Regions from separate parts of the Mus musculus genome. Here all the other regions are linked to region 1. A link is a contact called in public HiChIP or PLAC-seq data. All regions are on one chromosome and are shown on one strand. The core of a region is the stretch at or near the end of the contact, and the rest is flanking DNA. Distances in the headings are between cores, read along the strand shown.

Evidence for each region. HiChIP or PLAC-seq counts read pairs in DNA pulled down with a chosen protein or histone mark.
Region 2: an H3K4me3 HiChIP or PLAC-seq map of craniofacial prominence shows a contact between it and region 1, with 4 times the contacts expected there. The contact joins the promoter of Plpbp here to the enhancer-like site in region 1. A contact is called at or near these places in 7 of 115 datasets of contacts at active chromatin or transcription factors (bone marrow-derived macrophages, craniofacial prominence, embryonic limb bud and 2 more) and 2 of 9 other capture datasets (adipose tissue and embryonic stem cells).
Region 3: an H3K4me3 HiChIP or PLAC-seq map of embryonic basal ganglia shows a contact between it and region 1, with 6 times the contacts expected there. The contact joins two enhancer-like sites. A contact is called at or near these places in 8 of 39 promoter capture datasets (the C10 cell line, cranial neural crest, embryonic stem cells and 4 more), 1 of 15 datasets of contacts at CTCF or cohesin (embryonic stem cells), 20 of 484 Hi-C or Micro-C datasets (B cells, the C10 cell line, the C2C12 cell line and 15 more) and 12 of 115 datasets of contacts at active chromatin or transcription factors (bone marrow-derived macrophages, craniofacial prominence, embryonic basal ganglia and 8 more).

What each region holds. Positions count from the first base shown.
Region 1 is chr8:26,253,710-26,257,485 of GRCm38.p6, forward strand. No RefSeq gene overlaps it. Among named protein-coding and RNA genes, the nearest start is that of Gm31727, 11 kb to the right of the region's middle. Within about 2 kb of position 1,597, at least 27 of the 459 cell types and tissues checked have an H3K27ac peak or open chromatin away from gene starts, as enhancers often do. A contact at or near this core is called in craniofacial prominence and embryonic basal ganglia, where this site is marked.
Region 2 is chr8:27,040,465-27,044,240 of GRCm38.p6, forward strand. Plpbp (pyridoxal phosphate binding protein) reads left to right here and starts at 2,091. Exons shown (of 8, transcript NM_054057.4): 1 at 2,091-2,249. The coding sequence starts at 2,151.
Region 3 is chr8:26,992,754-26,996,529 of GRCm38.p6, forward strand. No RefSeq gene overlaps it. Among named protein-coding and RNA genes, the nearest start is that of Gm32389, 13 kb to the right of the region's middle. Within about 2 kb of position 1,823, at least 36 of the 459 cell types and tissues checked have an H3K27ac peak or open chromatin away from gene starts, as enhancers often do. A contact at or near this core is called in embryonic basal ganglia, where this site is marked.

The sequences.
Region 1 (3,776 bases), core at 347-2,846:
TTAGTAGAAAGAAGGTGGGTTGAGGTTTAAGGAGGAACTAGAGTATTGTATTATTTATGAAAAGGTTAGCAGAACAGAACTTCCCTGGCGCATGTTTTTCTCTAGGCCCAGAGGAACAGCATAATTAGGTATTTACTAAGGGACCCCTGGTAGTAGATTTAACAATAGACTAGTATTGCACCTGGATGTATTAGCTGACTTTAGATAGGGCTGATCTTATCCCAGTTGTAAACACTGCCTGCTTCCTGTTAGCTTTTATGTATGCATTTTCTCTGTTTTGTGTAAAGAGCCATTATGAATCTCTGATGTATCACCTAGCTTCCTTGTTTTTCTTCTGTATTATAAGTCTGATGCTTGTTTTAAGAAATTACATTCATATCAACACTTCCTTGTGTTCGAGTCTGTTTGTCATTTGCCGCCGCTGACTCCTTGCTCACCTGAGTACCCGAACCCTGATCCTCCCGCGGGTTGAGGGACCAACCGAGTCCAGTCCTTGGCAGAAACTGTAAGACAGTGAATGATGTTTGAAAGAAAAGCATCAAACACAGAAGAAGGTGGGGCTTATATTAGCCCCCAGACTGCAAGGCTAGAGGGTTTTCAAGGGCTTTTGGTTGTGTAGTAACTTGGCAGAACATCTAATAAGGGTGGAAGTCAGTGTATAAGGCATAGACATGTCAAATTCTAGAAAGTGGGTCAAGACACAGTCAAACTTAAGTTTTACAGAAAACAGGAATGAACTTGTAATGAGTCTTAAGATGGAGTCAGGCTGGTCCATCATATAACCTTCTCCAATGTTCTGGGACTATCACAGAAGAGAGAGAGAGTAGAAAGAATGTAAGAGTTGGAAGAAGCACTTTGAAATACTGTGGTCTGGATAGGACCCATCTGTTGTAGTCATGGACCCATCGTCATGGGCGGGGGTGGGGGTAGGGGTGGGTGGGGAGAGCTCATGATGCCACATCTCTCTCTGACGAGCTGCTGGCAGTTGCTGGGCTCCTTTGACCGGTTCCCAGAAGTGACTCATTTTCTTATATAATGTAATCACTAATAAGTTGCTCAAATTACCATAAATAGTGCCCTAGCCATGTTCATGCAAGAACCCATAATTAAACTAGTGGATCTTCCCTAAAATAAGTGAATACATCAAGGGGGAACTAGTTGAAAAAAAAAGAAGGGGTTCAATAGGACAGGAATAAAGACTAGAGAGAGCAAGAGGGGTGAATCTGACCCAAGTACACCTTATATGTGTAAAATAGCATTGTTAAAAATCTCTTCCATTGTAAACATGTATGAAAATGCTAAAAATACTGATAAAAATGGCCTAATTATAAACTCAAGGTGCTTACCATCAGTCTGTAAAGGAGTTTAGAGAAGTGGGTGCCTGCTTTCCTAGGAGAGCAGCAATCTCTGCTCGGATCTTAAGGATTGTTTCTTTCAGGCAATAGAGACAAAAGACCTGAAAGGTTACTTTTCTTCAGCTTCCGATTTGCATGCCTAAGGAGTACTGGCGAGAGAAGGAACCCAAGGGCTCCTGGGCTAAGGGAGGGAGGGTAGGAGGGAAGAAAGGCCTTCATGCTAATTAGGTTTGAAAGACAGCAGGATTGGTCCAGCCACAGCGTGCTGAGAAGACAGGAACCCTAGCAGCTGATGCTTAGTTCAGACTAAACTCACTGGAAGTCCCCCGGGGAAAGTCACAGGGTAAACCTGATAGTCCCTGTCATTTACAATCATTATCAGGCAGGCTGCTTCTGTAATTTTACTGGGGAGCCAATTAACAGCTCAGGAAACTTGAGGGGGGTGATTCCCCAGCCCTCTGCTTGTTTTGAAAAGAGAAAATAAGGGCGCTTTCAAGTGCCATCTGCAGTTGCTGTCTCTTCTAAAGACACAATGCCTTCATATAAGGTGGTCACTCCTCCCGTCAGACAATTGGTTGAAGTCAATTCCTCTGTCTTAATTTACTCTTCTCTCCAGCAACCTAAATTAGCTTCCAGATAGTCCAGTCAGCCTTGGTTCATTCTTTTCTAAGCCCTGGCAATGGTAACCCATCTTTTTACCCTAGCTTGTCTTCAAGAAAATGCCTTTGCTGCATGCCACTTTGTAAACGAGTTGGGAAAGGCCAGTTAATAAACGAAGGAGACAGACAAGGAAGACCATCCATATTGATCTCTCAGCTCCGCGGTTCCCTGCCGACATCCTCGCCCTTGCCTTCCTAGTGACGTTTAAAAAAAAAGTGACGTTAAAAAAAAAAGTTTATAAAAATTTATTTTATGTGTTTGGGTGTTTTAACCTGAGTGTATGTCTTAAGTCTGTGCACAACTTGCAGTCATGTGAGTTTATTTCTAGTGATATTTTATCAGCACCTAAGTAGGTGGTTTTTGTCAGCAAGTCCCAGACATCATGCTTTCTCCAACAATGCTTAGATTACAGGTTGGGCAGCTATGTCTGATTATACATATACATACATATACATATATAGACATATACATGAGGCCCAATAAATCACTAGTTATAAAAATATGAAAAAAAGCAAAGAGATGCAATAATGAAATTATTGAAAAATCAGTGACCCAGAGAGAGCTTAAAAGCATGCAGTGGGGGGGTTATATATTATAGCATATATGATATATGCATATATATATATACATATACAATCTGATATGTATATCAGATTATATAGATATGAGATTATATATAATCAGCTATATATCAGATTATTATATATGATATATATCATGATATACATATTCACATGATAATGTATATTAGATTATATAGATATGAGATTATATATATCAGCTATATATCAGATTATATATAATATGACATGTATATCAGATTATATAGATATGAGATTATATATATGATCAGCTATATATCAGATTATATATATAATATGATATGTATATCATGATATACATATCCACATGATATATAGATCAGATTATATAGATATGAGATTATATATAATCAGCTATATATCAGATGATTTATATACATACACATACAGCCACACACACATACACACACACACACACACACACATATGCACACGCATAGATATATGTGTGTGTACATATATATGTAAAATACCCAGACACATATAAAATAAAAATAGTTACAAAATTAAAAAAAACATACACACAGTAATTCTTGTATACTTCATGATTTTTGATGTGATGATAATTAGTATATTTACATTTTCAATTGTTCATTGTCTTCTGCTAGCTGATACCAGTGATTTGTATATATTAACCTTAGGAACTTCCAAATTCACCTATTTTAATATTTTTCAGATTTCCTGGAGGTTTTTACATAGGCATTTATATAATTCTTTTCTTTTTCTTTTTCTTTTCTTTTTTTTTTTTTTTTTTTTTAAATGAGTACAGTGTAGTTGTTTTCAGTCACACCAGAAGAGGGCATCAGATCCCATTACAGATGGTTATGAGCCACAAGTGGGTGCTGGGGATTGAACTCAGGTCCTCTGTAAGAGCAGTCAGTGCTCTTAACCACTGAGCCATGCAGCCAGCCCCTTTATGTCACTCTTGAATAAAAGCTTTCGACATCTTCACTTCCTGTTATGCCCGTTTTCTCCTTAAGGGAATGGCTGGAACCTTCATTACAGCTTGGAAAGTTAACAGGGCTGTCTGGTTTCGTTATAGTCCTCTGAAGATTTGGCTTATTGAGTGTCTTCTGAGTGTCTGATGGGGTGGGGGCTGTTGTAATTGTTGAGTTCAGTTTGCATCTGTGGGGTTCCCCCCTCTGGCTACCTTCATTAA
Region 2 (3,776 bases), core at 841-3,340, 790 kb after region 1:
ATCAAACTTTTCTTCCCATCAAGCCCCCTTCTTACTTAAAAAAAAAAATTCACTAAAACTGAGTTTACTTAATGAATTATGTTATTTTTCTTTACTATTTATCTATTCACTTTATATTCCAATATCAGCCCCTTCTCTCTTCCCAGGCCCCCCACACACACACACACACAGCTCCTCCCTCCATTCTTCCTTCCCCCTTCCTATGAAAAGGGGGCAGCCTTCCCTAGATATCACCCCTCTGGCACATCATCCTGTTCCCCTACGTTTTATTTTTCTTTTAAGTAGGGTTGCTTGCATAAGCCTGAGCTGTGAGTTATTTAGGCAAGGGCAACTTTCTAGTAGCAACACCACTGAGAAATATGGCTCCCCTTCCTCAGTAAGCACAGCTGTCCCACGATCCTCAGGAGCTCCCGCCTCATTCACAGCCCCAGTCCTGCACAGGTGACCACAGCTGTCGCCGTTGGTAATGGGCACAGGAGATATAGCAGTTCACACTACACCTCCCTACTACCCTCTGGCTCTTAGTTTTGTTTTGTTTTTTTCCATATCCCCCCCCTCTTCCAAGAGGTTCTTTGAACCTTGAAGGAGGTAGCACAGATGCTCTGATAGGGTTCAATAGTCATTTATTTTGAGCACTTTGACCAGTTGTGACTCTGTTAATCATTATCCATTGTAACACAAACAGCTTCTTTATCCAAGGCTGAGGTCAGCACTAACCTGTGGATATAAATATTCTGAAGACAGTTTGCTGCCATGTCCATTTAGCAAAACAGTAGTAGTAGGTTCTGTGTGTGTTTATGTATATGTGCAGATAGGTAGGTAGGTAGGTAGGTAGGTAGGTAGGTAGATAGATAGATAGATAGATAGATAGATAGATAGATAGATAGATAGAGGCCCCACCCTAAATCTGTAGTATTTATAGGTCTCATTTTTACATCTGTGTACATATGTATGTATACATCCTTGTGCATGCGCACATGCTCAGACACCCTGGCATTCATGTGGAGATCTGCAGGAGTCTGCTTTCTCCTTCCACCATATGACTTTGGACAGCAAGCGCCTCTGACCCCTGACCTGTCTTATCACCTTCAATTTTTTGAAGCAGAGCATCTCTTTGACTTCACGTCCATCCCAGCCTTCACGAACCCTTTAAACTTGACCCACTTATTCCTGACTAGTACTTCCCAACTGCAGCTCCACAGCCAGCTTCTCATTAGGCTCACTCTGTAACAGCCTTCTGGGCCCTTTCAGGTTTTGGGGTTTTTTTCACTGTGGTGACAGCAGTATATGAAGAGGCATTTACCTTCAATATCATTACTCCTAAAGTCTGGGAATGGAGAGAGAGCACTTACTGCTCTTATAGAGGTTCAGAACCCAGCACCCATCTATCCACTCATCAGTTCCAGAGAGTTCTATGCCCTCCTCTGACCTCTGTGGCAGTTCACAGACTTAACGTTCAGGGGAAACACCCACACAACAAAAATATAAATAAAAATATTTAAATTAAAAGGGGGCTGGAGAGATGGATCAGTAGTCAAGTGCACCTGTTGCTCTTGCAAAGGACCAGAATTCTGTCCCCAGCACACATGATGGCTCACAACCATCAGGTCGAGATCCAAAACTCTCCTGGCCATGGCACCACAGATACGACGGTGCATGCACATACATACATGAGGACAAAACAAATCAACGCACATAAAATAAATATTTTAAAAAAGAAATAATAGCTGGGCAGTGGTGGCACACGCCTTTAGACCCAGCACTTGGGATTTCAAGGCCACCCTGATCTAGAGAATGAGTTCCAGGACAGCCAGGACACAGAGAAGCCCTGTCTCGAAAGAAATTTAAAAATGGGAAGGAGAGGGGAGGGAAGGGAAAGGAAAAGAAGAAAGGAAAAAGGAAAGGAACGGAACGGATGAATGAAAGTTACTTTAATGTCTTGGTTTATACCGGCCCGCCCAGCCCTTGAACTCCCTAGGAGGCTTTCAGTCCGGGTAACCTCCGCCTTCCCCAAGATGGCGCCCGCCTGGGTGGCCAACCTCCGCTGGGGAAGTGGCTGGATGGTGAGCGGCGATTGGACCTCTCAGGAAGGGGGCGGGACCGGAAGGTGGGCTCGGTGAGTCGCGGGTCCTCCGGGCATCCTCTTGGGAATGTTGAGAGGTGGCAGCATGACGGCGGAGCTGGGAGTCGGGTTCGCGCTGCGGGCCGTGAACGAGCGAGTCCAGCAGAGTGTGGCGCGGCGGCCGCGGGTGAGGACCGGCGGAAGGGCACTGGGGAGGGCTGGAAGGGGGACACCTACGTGGGACGAGGTGTCACGGTGACGCAGAAGGGGCTCCCGGAGGGGCGGGGGCTGCAGAGGGGATCGCTGGGTTTCCATGGCGGTCGGTCTGGCCTTGAGGATCGGGACTTGCCGGGAGGTTGGCTTGGTTGGAGAAAGGTGTTCATTTAGGGCAAGTGACTCGTATCCAGGCGTCTCGCCATTCGTCATTGCCCTCGGTACCACCACGCCATTCGTCACCACGGTACTAGAGCCCTGGGAGGGCCGTGTCCACCCGCGATCACGTGCGTTGCGGCGGCCGCGAGCCGTGGTCTAGCTGCGCGTGAACTTGACACACACAGAGCGGGCGGGAGCTGTCAGGTGCCCTGTCACAAGCGTTTGTTATTTTCGTATGGTTGTTATGTCCCCCATTGGACTTCTAGACCGGTGCCAGTATCTGCTTTTCTCCATGCAAATTAAGCTACGTTATGTGAAGTGAGACAGAAAAAAAAAAAAAATCAAACACCTTTCCTTTCTGATCTAGTGTTCATGGTCTGAGATTTCAAAATGATGCCTGAAAACCGAAGGCTGAATTAACATAGTCTTCTCTTACCTGATGTCTGGGCATGTCCAGTTAACTACTCTAGCCCTAGCTAGGGTTCCTCACAGGGGAAGGAAATTAAGAGAGCCTTGGGAGTTCCTACCACCTTCCTGGTACCGGAGTTCTCGGGATTTCCCTAATGCAGCCCGCCTCGGGAGTTAGGCCTGCTTGACCGATTTGTCTCTGGAAGCCTCCAGTTAGTTCATCATCACACTAGGAATTAGACACAGTCAGTCCCTCAGAAGGAGGCAGCAGGAGACCGTGTGGTAATTGATGTGACGTCTCCAAGTCCTTGAGAGCACTGTGGTTCTGTGACAGTCTCAGAAACGGTGGGGTAGACGTAAGGAAAGCAGGGAAACCCTTCATTTTATGTAATGGATGTGAGGAGACTTTGCGTGAATCTAATCCTGAACACTGAGTTGTGGGTGTCTCGTTGTCAACTCTGCTGACTGTTGGTTGATTCATAGACTGAACAAGGCAGTGTATGTCTTTATCTCAATTGAGCCTCTTCCAGGGTGAGTGGAAGCGTTATTAATAATTACATCAGGACCAAAATGAGTTTCTAAACTATTTACCTTCGTGTATCAGAAGCCAGAAGTGACCTCCCTGCTAAACAGGATGTTGCCTTCCCTTCATGAAGGATGCTGCTGGGTTTTGTTTTACTTTGTTTGTATGGGTTTTTTTGGTGCTAAGGATACAACTCAGAACCTCACAAATGCTAAGCAGACCTTATGCCACTGTTACTGTATCCTTGATAAAAAATTTGTGTGTGTGTTACATTTATGTATGTACAAGTATGTGTGAATATGTGTTATATGCATGTATGTACAAGTGCATGTGTGTTATGTGCATGTATATATAAGTGTGTGTATATATATATGTGTTATGTGCATGTATGTACAAGTGCCTGTGTGTTAT
Region 3 (3,776 bases), core at 573-3,072, 740 kb after region 1:
ACCACCAGGACTGCGGCGTGCTGTTATGCAAGTGGAGCCTACATCAGTCAAGGTAGTGAGCAAGCGAGCAAGCAGGGCCTCATAGCTACGTATGAGAGCCAGCACGGGCTGCATCCACAAAGATGTCCCATGGGGAAGCAGCAAGGGGAGCCATGATTACCTCTAACCCTGCCCTCTGAAGACCAAGGTTGAAAAGGAGGCCTTAGGCCCCTGGTCACAGGTTCCCCTCCTGAAGTCTGACACCAAATGTAGACTTGTGTTATGCTGATCACCAGCTACAAAAGACTTCTGGAGCCCAGTGCCCAACACACCAAAGCCCAGTCTTCAGGAAGCAGAGACTTGAGAATTCCAAGTTCAAGGCCTGCCTGGACACCTTAGTATAAAACTCAAAAAAATTTTTTTTGTTTTTTTGTCTCATTCCTGGAGAACCTACAGTGTGTGTTAAATGTGTGTGTTAAATACTACTGGACATGCTCCATGCACCAAAGTGTCTATGATCCAGTGAGAAAAAAACAATATTAACTCACACAAATAGTACAAATGATAATGGCAAACAAAGAAGATTCCGCCCCCCAAAAGTGCAAGACCTTCAGAACACCCCTAGATATCCCCAGAAGAGAAAGAAGAGCGCTTGCTAACAAGACAGCCTGAGCAAGACCCAAACAGGACTGTGCAGGGATACTGGGGATACCCGGCCTAGATACTCCGATGGGCTAACTTGTATGAAGAGCAGAAAGCCACCTAAAGCCAGCCAGTTGATTTTGTTTCCGGGCCACCTGAAGAGGTGCAGCCACCCAGCAGGTGGACAAGAGAGGGCCAGAGGCTCAGTGCAGGGAAGTAGTCGGACCAGCTTGCTTCAGCAGAAGGGAAGGGAGCTCCTTGCTTTGGGTTTGGATTTGAAATGAGTACTGCACTTGCTCAACCAACTTTCAAAGTCCCAGCTGCCCACCCTGGACTCTCATCCTCACAGGGACCACCTCCCTGGCTATGTTAGAGCATCAGGGATGATTCTCAGACGCCCTTCCAGGGCCACACCCACAAGATGGGACTTTCACCCACATATCCGCCCCCCCCCCTTAGTCACCTGCTTCCCACTTCAGACTCAGTTTCTCCCTTCCCTACTATTGGGGAGTCCTTAGCATATTCCTTTGTACCCTTGGACCTCGCTGTAACTGTCCCCCTTGTGCCCCTCCCCCTGAGCCATTCCTCCCCGGAGACATACTCACATGCATGCTCCCTCGCCTCCCCCCCCCAACCCTTCCCCTCCATTTGTTTCAATGAACAGCCCCTTTTATCTATTCTGTAGGTACAAATGAAGCTGTCAAATTTGATCAGGCGCTTGATATGACAGGCTGTGGGAGTCAGGACCCCTTGAACAGAGTGGGCCTTGTCTGTCACAGCCTGCCTGACACTTCCCATAATGCCCAGACTGATGAGATTCTGAGTAGGGCCCAGCACATTTTCAACTCTATTTTGGGTGAAAACCCTTCTTGAAAGCTCTTGAAAGGAGCTGGCAGTTCCGCCGCCCGGATGATTAATGAGGGCTGGCTTCACTGGACGGATTTCTCCTGGTGCCAACAGCCGTCCTCCCAACAGGCCAGAACATGTTGCCTCGGACTCCCCCAGTGTTTTCCCCGCAGACATTTACCCCCAAAAGTCCCTTCCCATCAGCCCTTAGAACGCTTCCTCCAACTCTCAATCCTTCCACCAGCCACGGTCTCTGCCGCGCTCCTCACGTTCTACCTGGAGCCGCCCCCACACATGGAAGAAGTTAGCCTCCCAGCTGAGGGGCCAACTGGAGGGAGCAGGGGCCTCTTGGAGGAGTGGGGGTGGCTGAGGGACAGCTGGGCTGAGACTGTGGAGGACTTGTGACCCATACACTCCTTGTGTGTATTCTGTGCCCCACATGGGTAGCATGAGCCTTTCTGCTTTCTCCTCAAGGATCTCAGGGGACAAAAGGCCCCAAAAGATAAAACGCTGAGTTCTTTGTTTGTTTTTGTCATCTGTGGGTGCTTCTCAGTTGGGACAACTACTGCCACACAAGTCAGGAAGGCCCCTGTGGAGGGTAGAAGGTTTAGTATCTTGGTCTCAAGACTCCTCTATCCACAAGTCCATGGGGATTATTAAAAGTGCTTCTCAAGACTTCTAATGCCCCCAGGGGCACCGCCAGCTAAGCCAGGGACCACCACACGGCAGAAAGCTCTTCTGTCCCAGGTTCCTAAAGAGCCAGGCTCAGTGTGAGCTTCCATGAACACATGAATCCTTCAAACCGTGCCCTCCCCACCCATCCCTGCCAACTGCAAGGTTCTCTCTCTCTCCTCTCGCGCTCTCTCTCTCTCTCTCTCTCTCTCTCTCTCTCTCTCTCTCCTCCCTCCTTCCCTTCCTTCTTCCTTTGCCAGTCCCTCCAACCCAATCCTGCTAGATGTTCTTTAGGGACTTTCAAACTCAGAACCCTTCAGAAACAAACAGGCTACAGGTAGCTGGGATTAGAAATTTGTCTTGCCCTTTCTTGCTAACCTCTTTGTTTTGGTTGGTCGGTTGGTTGGTTGGTTGGGTTTGGGTTTGGGTTTAGGTTTTGTTTGTTTGTTTGTTTGTTCTTTTGTTTTTGACATGATCCCCCTATATAAGCCAAGGTTACTTCAAACTTGCAATCCCACCCCCACCCCACCCCCGTTTCCCAAGTGCCAGGAATACAGGTCTGTGTCACCACTCACACATGGCTTCTTGTCCCTCTGAGACAGACCCTAGCTGTGTTGTTCAGAGGCCAGCCTCATGACTAACTGAGTTAACCAATAAAATTCATTCTGTCTCTCTTTCTCTCTCTTTTTTTAAAGCACTCATAGATGTCCCTTTCAAACTAGGTTTGAGGTCCAGGGAAGAAACCGTGTCTCTATAACCGGAGGGTCCCCCCTCACCCCCACTTCCCTTCCTCTGAGAAGAGATAAAGGAACTCCAGAATACTCCCAGGCCACGGGGTAACTGCCTAGCCAGCTTTGAGGTTACCCCCGGTCCACACTCGAACCTGAGACCATCAGCACCATCTACTATTTACAAAGCCCTTTTTCACTGCCAAGCAGTGGATTGGCTCTGGGGAGACGTCAGTCAAAGCATGCAGCTGAATAAGCCTGTAGATCCCCTTCATGCAGCTGACAGGTAAGGAGACGACACCCACGCGAGTCAACGTACAGGCGTGAATTGTCGGGCAGTGGTAAGCAAGAGGTGTGGTGTTGTGTTGGGTAGGGCATACGGGGGGGTTGCTGAGGAATCCTTTAGATCCAAGGTCCGAGAAGGCCTCACTGGAACATGATCCTGAAACTTAAGATCCAGTGGCTAAGTGGGCTTATCCAGGTACAAAATGTGTTGGGCTGGAGAAAGGCATGAGTGACTGTCAGCTAACTTCCTTTTGTCTCCAGGGTGCTGTCCTCTTCAGCCAGGACTTTATGGAAGGCAGAAACTCAGGAACCCATCCAAGCCTTGGCAGAGCCACTGGAGCAATGAGTGAGCTTGGGAGAGAAAGGAAGTCCAGAATTCAGAGGGAGTCGCTGACCACAACAGCCCGGGCAAGGCGGGACCTCTGCACTTAGACGGGTAAGTAAGGGTCTGGGCTTGTCACAGGACCCACGTGGAGGCGCTAGGCAGCCTTCTTGATCCTGGAGCTAACTGGACATCGAAAGCTACCGAGGACGACAACAATCAACCAGAAACCCTGTGCACATCAAAACAGAAGTGTGTAGCTTGAAGAGAAGTTATTCTTCTCTCTTCCAGAAGATACTTTT